Regions from separate parts of the Mus musculus genome. Here region 1 is linked to region 2. Evidence: chromatin contacts called from public promoter capture Hi-C data. All regions are on one chromosome and are shown on one strand. The core of a region is the stretch at or near the end of the contact, and the rest is flanking DNA. Distances in the headings are between cores, read along the strand shown.

Region 1 (5,664 bases), core at 825-3,324, 400 kb after region 2:
TTTCAGTGGATTTTGGAAAACTGCACACTAAAGTTGAAGGTTCTCAAACCCTCTTGAAAGCAGCTGCAAATTTAAACCAAACATGGGCAACACTAGTTAGCTGTGGAAGCAGCCAATTTGGACATATCTACCAAGGTAAACTGAGTAATGCATTTCAGTTTTACCCTTATGAAGAAAAGCTTCATTTACTAATTTCCTCTTCAAAACTCCATGGCAAAAAACTAGTCATACTGGTCTCAAGCAAGACAAATACAAACTACAAACTCTGGGCCTGGATTCCTACTTCAGGAACTGATAGAAACATCATAGACTGCCAAATATCATTCAAGCACACAGCAACAGCACTGCTTCAAGGAACCTAAGTGGCAAAGCCACTACTTGCATAACAAGGAACTCAGGTCAGGACAGATAAAGAAACTGACCCAAACTGCTAGTTCATTACAACCCATAGTCCCTGTATGCTAGCCCACAGCTCTTTAAAGACTTTTTTCTTTATAGGGCTGTTTTTACACTCAATTATATGAGGGTTTTTTTGTTGTTGTTGTTGTTGTTGTTGTTTTTAGAGACAACCTACTCCACGAAATAGTCTCTGATCTTCATGTATACATGATGACACACTTGCCCTGCTACCCCAATTTTCTCTACCTCAGCTATTGTGCATGTGTCCGAGTATCTACCCGCACAATAATATAAAATTAAAATTAAATAAAATGAAAGACCCGCCCAATCTCCTATTAACTACCCTAAGACTTCAAAATAGGTGGGAAATAAACGATATGCTGGTATTCTTCATACATGCACACGTGTACATTCATACAAATCCTTCCTAACATAATGCCTGGTAGGAAGGCCCAGCAGGCACACAGCAGCACACTAGGGCAGGGACGGACTGTTCCTTCCTGTAACTGTGCTACGCCTGTCACTGTCTCAGACATCTGGCCAGAGACTTCAACAGGGCACTTACACGTGTAGGAAAGAGGTCTAATATAAAGTGTGTAATAAATACTCTTATGGTTCACATAAAGAATTACAGAAAAACAAAACACATTTTTAAAAACAAAGTTTAATCATACTTATTAATAACAAGACTTTTTTTAAAATGCAGAGTATAAATTCCACTTCCATCATTTCAGTTAACTTCAAATTATCCTTTCCAAATTAAAACAATATATCAAACAGTACAAGTTGTATATTTAATCCAAGACTTCTATTAAGTTATAAATGAGTAAATCGTGAAATAAAAATTCTTAACACTAAGAGTCTACCTATCACACATATGAGAAAGGAAAGAATGTGAGCACTCTGAATGTCCTATTTTACTGGTGTGATGTATGGGGTCTTTTTATGGTACAAACTCTGCCTGCCACAGATTTCACTGTCTTACTGAACACTTCGTAATCCTATGTGCAATGTTCAATGGTGGAGAAGAGGCTAGAGAGGAGGGGCCACACTTCTAAGTACAAAGGGCTGATACACTGGCTGCATGACTTCACACACAGAAATGTGGTAGCACAGAGTTAGAGAACATGTTCAGAGTTAAAAACAAAGACAGTCGCAGGAAACAGTCAAGACAGAAGAAAACTGCATAATCACTCTCCCAACAAACTTTTGGTTACTACTTAAAATTAAAAATTTGAGGCTGACATCCCGATTTCTTGAGCTTCTGACCATACTGTCAGATAAAGATAAAGGTGGTGACTTTCTCCCCAGCTACACAGGCACCGCCACCTAGTGGCAAGTTCACAGCAGTCACTTAGAAGGAGTTTGGTTTAGCTTTGGTAACATGATGGTTTATCAAATTATCATTTTACCAGCCAAATACTGATTAAAATAAAACAACAAAACAGCCTACCTCATATGTGTTACTGAAATGTACTTTGCTTTGAATCCCTTCTCATTTCCCCATTCATTCCACATTACCTGGAAATGACACTCAGGTAACAATGTATCACTGAAAAGAACTGAACACTTGGAGATAAAATGATTCTCCAGGCAGACAGTAAGGAGTAACATGACTATACAAGTGCACTCCTCTTGAGTTCCCTAAGTAGCACAGACCACAGAAACATCTACCAGCACAGAAACAGCTCTACTCCTTGTAAATATCTTTAAAGTTAAAAATAGAGTCATATGTTCCTCTTAAGTTTACAAGCAGAAACTAGATATTAGTAATATTTCCCTTTACAGAAAGTTCTTGGGTGTGGTGAACGGCAAATAGGAATATGAAATCAGTGATCATAGTGCTGCACTTTGCAAACTGTGAAGTCATTGCATACAAAATCAGAATCTGTACATAATGAGTGGGGAAAAGACATGGGGGGGTGGGGGTTATGACCACACAACATGAGGCTACTCTTTGCTAGACCCCCCCAAAAATGTATGTGATCAGCACTTCACAATTAAAAGGAACCTTGAGCAAACGGGGCTAAGTTTATTAAAGTCCTCATGGAAAAATGCTGACAACCATTTTAAACCACTGTAAATTCTTTGGAGAGCCCAAAGAATTCCAGGGTTACGTTCACAAAAATTCTTTTGGTCTCTCATGTGTCAATAATCACAGTAGAAATACTCTCTCACTTAATATTCTGCCTGTGGTGCGAAAGCCTGGTCATAGACACAATGATCCCAGTGACTTCGCACATCAAACCAACATGGCAGGGTCAAGCTGACCTCCCGGCCACCCAGGGCCAAAGCCATACAGCTGAACAGTGTGTGCTTTGGCCTCACAGGCCAACACTCATAGGCCTGGGTACTATTTTTAGGTAACTACCTTGGCTGCCTTTCTTTTAAAAAAAAAAAAAAAAAGATTCTGCAAGTTTCCCTCCCTCAAATTGGAGAGGCCCTGTAATTTACAATTAACTTTGAGTTATTATAAATTACAAATTTGAAGCCTTGTTAAAAAGAAAATGAGGCTTCTGTTTAATTCCTTAGGAAGAGGATTCACTCTAAGATTTACAGTTCGAAAAGTTGTAATATTGTGCTTGGAACACAGAGAACCAGTTATTAACTTCTTCCTCCTATTATAAATAATAACAGCTCAGTCCAGGTTACCATGACCTCTGACAGATGTAGGAAACAAGTTATTTTCTCCTCGTGATTACAGCACATTGCAAGACTCCTTGCCTTTTAATAAAATGCCCTGGTACTCTGAGTTTCCCTTTCAATTCATTTAATTTCAGCAATCTGTCAAAAACAGCCAATAAACAAACACTGAATTACATTCTACTGCATTTTTAAACCCTGAAGCTCCAGACTATAAAAACAACTTATGTGTCTCCCAACCTGGCCACCCTGATGCTTTCCCATATACCACAGGCCACCCCGAGATACAAAGGCAGAGGGCCAAGCTACATGGTCTATTTGGAGCCAGTAGACAAGAGGGCGATGAGTCCAGATGAAGCACTTATGGACAAAATGTAGTTTCTGTAAGATTTAATGTTAAGGAAAAAAAATGAGACCCCCTAAATTAGGTTTTTAACAATAAGACTTTTCCTTATTGACACAAATATGTAGATGTAGTTGGACTGTCAGTAAACACAATCTACAGCATGGGAGGCTATAAACATGACAAAATACCTACAAGCAATATGCTTCAATACTGAAAAGACACTTGGGACAAACTTAAAACAAATAATAACAAAGAACACATCCTAGTTCCATGTAACCCTCATGGAAGAACTGGTCAAAGAGCATGCAGACAAGCAAAATAGTAAAGGGGAAACCTCTAGTCAATCAGCGTGCTGCTACCAGTCAGCCTATAAGGCAAGGAGGTTCTGAAGGTTCCTGGCTACTTAGAGACTGAGCAAACCATGTTGGGGGCACTCTGGCAAGGTCCACCAGTATTCCCAAAAGATGAGTTGGAAAGTGTCTGATATTTCATTACACCATAAGCTCTGATTATTAAAAAGTCTGGCTGTGCTTTTCTGGATAATACCTTTGATAAAAAAAAATTACTTTAATAAAAAAACAAATAACTCTTGGCCAAAGTTCAATTTAAAAGCATCTTGAACACTATGAAGATATTATAAACTGTGCATTTGTAACTACCCTGACTATCACCTAACCCCCAAAGCCAGCATAAATGACAGAACCAGTGAAGACAGCACATTTACTCTGACTTTGACTCCTTGTAGACAGGAAGGTAGACGAAGTCAGACAGTGTAACATTGCTTTATAACACACTATTTACCATAAAACTACAATTTATAGATTTAAAAAACACTAAGTCAAGCCAGAAACTCTTAAGCTCTAAGTCCACAGACACCTACATATAGTTAATGTTATTTAACTGAGTCTGGTAAGTTTCTGTTTCCACAAGCATACCAGATAGCTTAAAAACACAACAAACTACTGTTTATAGGAAAACTTTCTAAAGGATACACTGTGGGGTTGAAGTTCTTCAGTATAAAGAAGGAAGCAACAATAACCAGAACCAGGAACAGAGTGTTGTTATAGAAGATGGAGAATGTTGTAGCTTCATAATCAGCAACTTCATTCTTCTTCCACAGGATTCTAGAGATACAAGTCAAGTAAGTTTATAAACATGACCAAAACCTTGACATACCAAATGGTTCTCATTCACTAAAAAACAAACCTTTCTTTGTGTTCAAGGGTGAAAATGCATTTTCATTTATTAAATTTAGAGCAAATTATCTCCTTTTTTCTACTGAATTCTGTTTTTCTTATTGATGCTAAATTAACAGTTACTGGGTGTGTTACCATTTCTCCAAACAGCCAAGGCTTCAGTAGAGGGGACTGATACTAACTGCAACTGACATCATTTTGTAAGCTCCTAAAACAGGCATCTTTGTTTAAGAGTCCCAGAAAAGGGACTATCCAACCTGAGGCCTGTGGACCAGCTATATGTGTCCCAGGGCTGCTACAGATGTAGCCTATTTATGGATGATGTCATATCACGTACACATCAAAAGGTTGATGCCCTTAGTTAGAGCTGCACTTAAAACTTGGTCTCAATGGTTGATATGACATAGACTTCTTTGACTTTATCTTCTCTAGAGGCATAGCTTAAGCTCTTAGTTTTACACCCTAAAGAGATAATGCCAAGAATACAGTCACAAACTCACCAAATCTATCTTTAGTTGTCTTTACTGAATTTGAACAAGGAATCTATATAATCTTAAGGAAGATGTTTTTAACTTCCATAAAATTCTTACTTTTAAATCTGTTTTAAATGCTCCCATATGTATCTGCTTTTTATCCAAGAGGCCAAGATAATATTCTGAATGTTTGTGATTAAAGCAGATTTTATTCCACTTGGCTAATTAACTTTACAAAATCATTTTTTAAAGACTAATTATACCCCACTGGTAGGGTATGAAGTCAAATAAACTGATCTGGGTTAACTGACTGGGTTAAGACTTTTCTTCTTTAACAACAACAAAAAAAAAATGTTGAGAATCCACCACACAGATTACAGCAGCTACGTTTCCAGAAGCATTTGTATATATGTACAAATTATTATACTTGGCTGCTTCACTGTGGAGTCATCGTCAAAAAGATTAAAAGTCCCAACTCTAGATGCTTTGTCCTTCCAGGAAGATATTCTACTCTGAAGTCAGATGATACAGAGCCCTCCCACCCACTACCACAAGTAATTGACATTTCTACCTTAGCACATGCTTTAATCCAAATTCAAGAAGCTTG
Region 2 (5,430 bases), core at 647-3,146:
CTTTTCTATTCTATAATCCTACAAAACCTTTGGGCTTTGCAAGTTCTCATTACAAGTGTGTTCTTAACTGAGGAGCATCCATTCATAAGTTGGGGAGCATTAAAAATATTAAAGAGCAAATTGGAACATCTGATCCCCACCAGCAGTGTTCTAGCTTCCTACTAACAGTGCCCTAGCTTCCTGTCTTCTTCCATATTAGACATTAAGGTTATCTGGTTGTCTTTGCTGAATTCCATTCCCCATCTGAAAAACAGACTAAATCAACATCACAGCAGCAGGTCACATGTTACCAGAGGCTGGGTTCACTCTTAGATTTTTCTGTGGACCTAACATGGCACTTGTTCCAATGCTGATTAGTTTTGTTTAAACGTGGGGAATTTCTGTATTTATGTTTATTATTGGCAAGTAGACAAGGCCTCTCACATTAGCTGAAGTAGGACTGGGAACTCTCTGCATAGCTTCAGTTTCAAGTTCATGGTAAATAATAAGTAAGTAAGTAAGTAAATAAATCCTGCCTCCTATGTAATGGGACTATTAACTTCAATCACTGCACCTCCCTCTACTTGAAGCAATGAAAAGAAACATGTATTGGCTCCCTTTAAAAGATGGACAGAAAATAATAACACCTACAAAGTAAATCTTACACAATCCTGAGCTCACTACCATTTCTCCCCATTGGCTCATACAAATTCATTGCTTCTTCTATTGTAGTAGATCTTTAGAAAACACTCAGAAAATGCATTTTTTCTCATGTCTTCACTTAACACGTGAATTCTCATTTGATCAAATTAGAATTTGAGCTAACTTGTTCTCCAAATGGTTGTAATATGATGGTACCTATCATCAATACTGTACTCTTCCTGCCTTGAGTAATGTGCTTAGAATAAAAATATTTAAGAGGGACTAATATGGAAGTGACCCAAACTCCCAGCAGCTCAAGTTCCTCTCCTGCTAGCTTTCCCCAGTGTCAGATGGTATTGTCAGAGTGGAGACATCTTAGAGGCTGCCATCACACTGAGTCGGATAAGGGGGAACTACACAAAGTTTCTAGAAGGCAGATGGAAACAGGAAGAAGAGAGCCTTGGCCTAAAACCAAGAGGAGAGGGTAAGAAACAGGTGCTCTATATTGATAGGCAGCCCCAAGGTGAGAACATACATAGTGCTTCACACTGACTTCACACAAAGAGACAAAAGGGGGCTGAACAAGGGGAAGTTAAGTCAGGAGCACCTTACCCAGCTAAGACATTTTATCAGACATGTCCGAGTTTGAGGGTACTTGTTGGCTGTTGGTTTTCACTGCTCTCAAAATAAACCTTCAAAAGAGCAGTTTGAAGCACTTTTTTACTCTAAACACCTTTCTGAGATGGATGAGTGTTCCGTCATAATGAGAATCTAATAACCTCACACAACGATTTGCACACAGGCTCAGCCTCTCCCCCTTTCTTCTCTTATAGCCTCCTACTCTATAAAACAAAAGGAACAAACCCTTATGGGAAAATAGCATTTACACTGAGGGCTTATAGAAGGCACCAGGAAGGTAATCTGTTCTGCTTTCCATAAGATTGCAGGGCTGAGGTACTGGGGAAAAGTATTTATTTTGTATTAAAATAGAACTCACCATTGTCTTCCTTGTACCCTCATATTTCGTACATTTCTTTACATGTTCCCATGGCCTGTTCTTTCCATGGGATGCTTGGCACATTCCAACCTGCTTAAAGGAGCTATGGCCACGTCTACAAAACAATAGCCTAGAAAATACTGCCTGTGCAGGAGTCATATTAAGACACGCTGACATGATTTATTTTAGGCTGGTCTAATTTGGGTCAGTCCTGGGGCCTGTGCTGATTTCCCTGAGCCTCAGGCTGTGTCTCTCCTGCAACATTTCTGGAGGGACAGAGATGGCACTGAGATGGATGAGGCTGGGAATGTATGTGATTTAAAATCTGAATAGGCTGCTGGTAGTGGACCTGAAAGGCAGAGCAAAGTGGCCTGTTCAGTGCTGAACCACGTGCTTATTGCCTAGGGAATGGAACGGACATTCTAAAACAAATACGGCTTGGCAGTGTCACTTTAAATAAGAAATGCCCCAGAACCTGAGTATGATTGCAGCTCAGAATATTGAGAGCTGAAATTCCAATTTGTTTTGAAATTTCCACTGTGATTTTCTAGGGTAAAGGCTGCCTTGATGAAAATATCAGATTCAAAGCTTAAGAGTAAGACTGAGTTACATGAACCATATTTTCTCATGTGGAAGTTGCTCCTCTGAACACAACAGGTATTTTGGAACCTGGTTTTCTTGACAATGGAGCAACCATAGACCAAAAGATTGTTTCCACTGCCTCCCCTACCAAACACTTCTGAATTTCCCTTCAGTGCTTGTGGATGTCAGTAGGGTGTGCTATTTCACAAAGAAAAGGAAGCTTTTTCATTCCTTGTAATGAAGCTAGCAGGCTGCTTTTCATCAGAATCAATAGCGTTACCTGATTGTGTCAACAGGACATTTTTCATAGTGAGAAAAAAAAAGCTAACATTATGTCTGGCATCCTCTTGGAAGCCCAGTTGCCGTAGCAGATTTATTGTAGCCTAACCCAGTTAGAAGTTTTATTATTTTAATTTTAATTTTTAAGATTTTTGATTCTAGGGAATTTCATACACATAAACAATACAATAATATCATATCTACTCTCTGAATTTCTATCTTTCAACTCCTTCTATATTTCCTTCAACATGTCCCCTCCCAAACTCATCTCCCTCCCCCCACCTTTTTTCCCTTTGTCTACTACTCTCTGGATCCAATTAGTGCTACACATATGGACATGCATATGGAGCCATGCACTGGATCATGAAACACCTTCTTAGTTGTAAAAACAAAACAAAAGAAAACACAAAATACAGAACATAAAACACAGCTCATAAAAGAATGGTTTTGCCCCTCTGAGCAGCTATGGACGAACAGTGGCTTCTCAGTAAGAAGTAAGGTGTTGAGAGCTCCTCCTCCAGCTAAGCTGGGGTTTGGTTGGCTTGCTCTTATGCAGGTCTTGTGCAGACAACCTTGGCTGCCGTGAGTTCATGAGTACAATAGCATGGGCAGAAACCTTTCCCAGCACTCTTCCCCAACCTCTGTCTTTCCCATTCTTTCTGCCTTCTCTTCCACAATGTTCTTTGAGTGTTGGCAGGAACAGGGGCTAATAGAGATATCCCATTCAGATTAAACATCCCATCTCTTATTTTCAGTGCTTTCACAAATTATGCATCTCTTCATAGACCACTATTCTCTGCAACAAGAAGCGTCTCTGTCCAGTCTGAAAATGGCACAGGTTTATAAGTGTAACTATACATATTTAGAAGACAATTTGAGAGCATTGCCATTTGGCAAAATAACAACTGCTGATTCTACTCCATTGACACTCTACAATAGTTTAGAAGTGCAATCAATATATCTATCCACGGGTGACTGAATAAGAGAAATGAGGCACATATACACAATGAAATATTACTCAACTGTAAGGAAAAATGAAATCCTGAAATTTGCAGGTAAATGGATAAAACAATAACAACAAAGGAAACATACTGAATACGGTATCTCAAGTGCAGAAAGACAAATGCAACCTGTTTTCCCTGTGTGTGTTAAACTTGAAGCATATATCTGGGAAGCCAGAAAAGAACCTCTGGGAAAGAGCCATGTTAAAGGAGGGTTTCAGATGAAAAGAAAGTAGAGAAGTGGAATACTGGGCATGGGGAAGCTTATACAGGAAGAACAACAGAAGTCCAGGGAAAATCGAGATGTGCAGGTAGAGGGTTAATTAAAAGGAAGGTAGATAAGAAACCCCATTGACGTCTACTTTCTTACAACCCAATTAAAAATATAACTGGAGGAATATTATAATAAATGTGATAGAAAAGAAGGAATAACCTGGTGGTTAAAGGATTAAGTGGGGCACATGAAGGAGATTTCATCATTGGTACTGAAGTCCTTGTCAAAAAGCCTGTAGTTAAGAAGTTCATAACCACTACAGTAGACCTGCTATTGTTATTTTGCAAAATCACCAATTGCATGTTTTACTGAGCAAATAGTCTATGGTACCAACTCCTAAGCATGGCTGACTGAGTGGCAAAAGAGCAGACCTCTCACTCCAAGCTATATTTGTTAATTTATTTTTTTACTGGCATAACAGAAATATCTGACAGAAGAATCTTAAGAGAGGAAGAGTTTATTTTGGCTGAAAGAATATGAATATGGTCTACCATGGCACAGAGAACAACACTTCAACTAAGACTGTAGCAGAAGAAAAATAAAGCAGTTGGTCACATTGTTTCCAGTGTCAGGAAGCAGGGAGACACAGAGATTTAGCCTGTACCTTTTCTTCTTTCTGTCCATGGAATGATGCCGTTCACACTCATACTATGCCTTCTTCAGTTAACCCTCTCTGGAAATTTTCTCCAACATACCCAAAAGTGTGTCTCTTAGGTGATTATAAGTCAAACCAAGTTAACAATAAAGGTAAACCATAATACTGGCCTTCCTTTGGAAAATATTCTGTGTGTTCATCCCAGGTCATTTTGGTTTTGCTTGCTTTAGCCTTTTTATTGAAAGGAACTTCAAACTACAGAAAACAAGCAAGAATAATAGAGGCGTACTTGTAGCCCTTTGCTCTTAACACAAATGTTTTGGCTCTATTTGTTTTAAAAACTGCCCATGATCCAACAAGCTCCTTCCCCACATCTTTTGCCTTATTTGTTTTCCCAAACTTTTGAGAGTAAGTTACATGGTCCTCTGTCCTTCAATAGTTTGTACAAAGTCAGTATTCCTGAGGATATCCCTGAACAAGTACTATCATAGTTTGCTTTATGTAACTTTATAAAACACTGATCAAAAATAACTTGGGAAGAAAAGGATTTATTTGGCTTACAGGTTACTGTCCATCGTGGAGGGAAGCTAAGGCAGAGGAAACTTGAGGCAGGATCTATAGCAGAGGTCATGGAGGAACACAATGCTTACTTGCTCACTCTCTTGGATTACCCAGTTACCTTTTACAGTGGATGCCCACCTGCCCAGGCATGGCACTGCTAGTGGGCTGGGCCCACCCCATCAATCACCAATCAGGAACATGTTTCTCAGACGTTCCCATAAGCCAATCTATGGAGGCCACTCCTCAATTGATACTCTTTCTTTCCAGGTATGAGTAAATTTGTATCAAATTGACAGAAACTATGACAGTTACCAACTTCAATAAAATGTTCTTTAATGGCCTATGTTATCCTACCATCTGCATTCCAATTCTGTAAACCAACATAGGAATACTTTTGGTGTCTCCTTTACATTCTAGTTGAAAGGGTATGGTATTAGGTTGCACACTTTATTGTGTTCTCCTATCTGTTGGGTCTGTTTTCAGTCCACTGCAGTTCAGTCAGAATTAACTATTGCACAGA

Evidence for each region. Capture Hi-C pulls out chosen DNA fragments and counts their contacts.
Region 1: a promoter capture Hi-C map of adipose tissue shows a contact between it and region 2, with 4 times the contacts expected there. The contact joins two enhancer-like sites. A contact is called at or near these places in 6 of 39 promoter capture datasets (the 3T3-L1 cell line, 3T3-L1-derived adipocytes, cranial neural crest and 2 more), 1 of 15 datasets of contacts at CTCF or cohesin (hippocampal excitatory neurons), 8 of 484 Hi-C or Micro-C datasets (3T3-L1-derived adipocytes, the AML12 cell line, the HPC-7 cell line and 5 more), 4 of 115 datasets of contacts at active chromatin or transcription factors (astrocytes, bone marrow-derived macrophages, fibro-adipogenic progenitors and 1 more) and 1 of 9 other capture datasets (adipose tissue).

What each region holds. Positions count from the first base shown.
Region 1 is chr3:65,378,612-65,384,275 of GRCm38.p6, forward strand. It overlaps Ssr3 (signal sequence receptor, gamma), which reads right to left. Exons shown (of 5, transcript NM_026155.3): 4 at 4,381-4,512; 5 at 1,046-3,423. The coding sequence ends at 3,357. Among named protein-coding and RNA genes, the nearest start is that of Ssr3, 11 kb to the right of the region's middle. Within about 2 kb of position 2,075, at least 23 of the 459 cell types and tissues checked have an H3K27ac peak or open chromatin away from gene starts, as enhancers often do. A contact at or near this core is called in adipose tissue, where this site is marked.
Region 2 is chr3:64,982,160-64,987,589 of GRCm38.p6, forward strand. It overlaps a transcript of Kcnab1 not described here. Among named protein-coding and RNA genes, the nearest start is that of Gm25222, 90 kb to the left of the region's middle. Within about 2 kb of position 1,897, at least 8 of the 459 cell types and tissues checked have an H3K27ac peak or open chromatin away from gene starts, as enhancers often do. A contact at or near this core is called in adipose tissue, where this site is marked.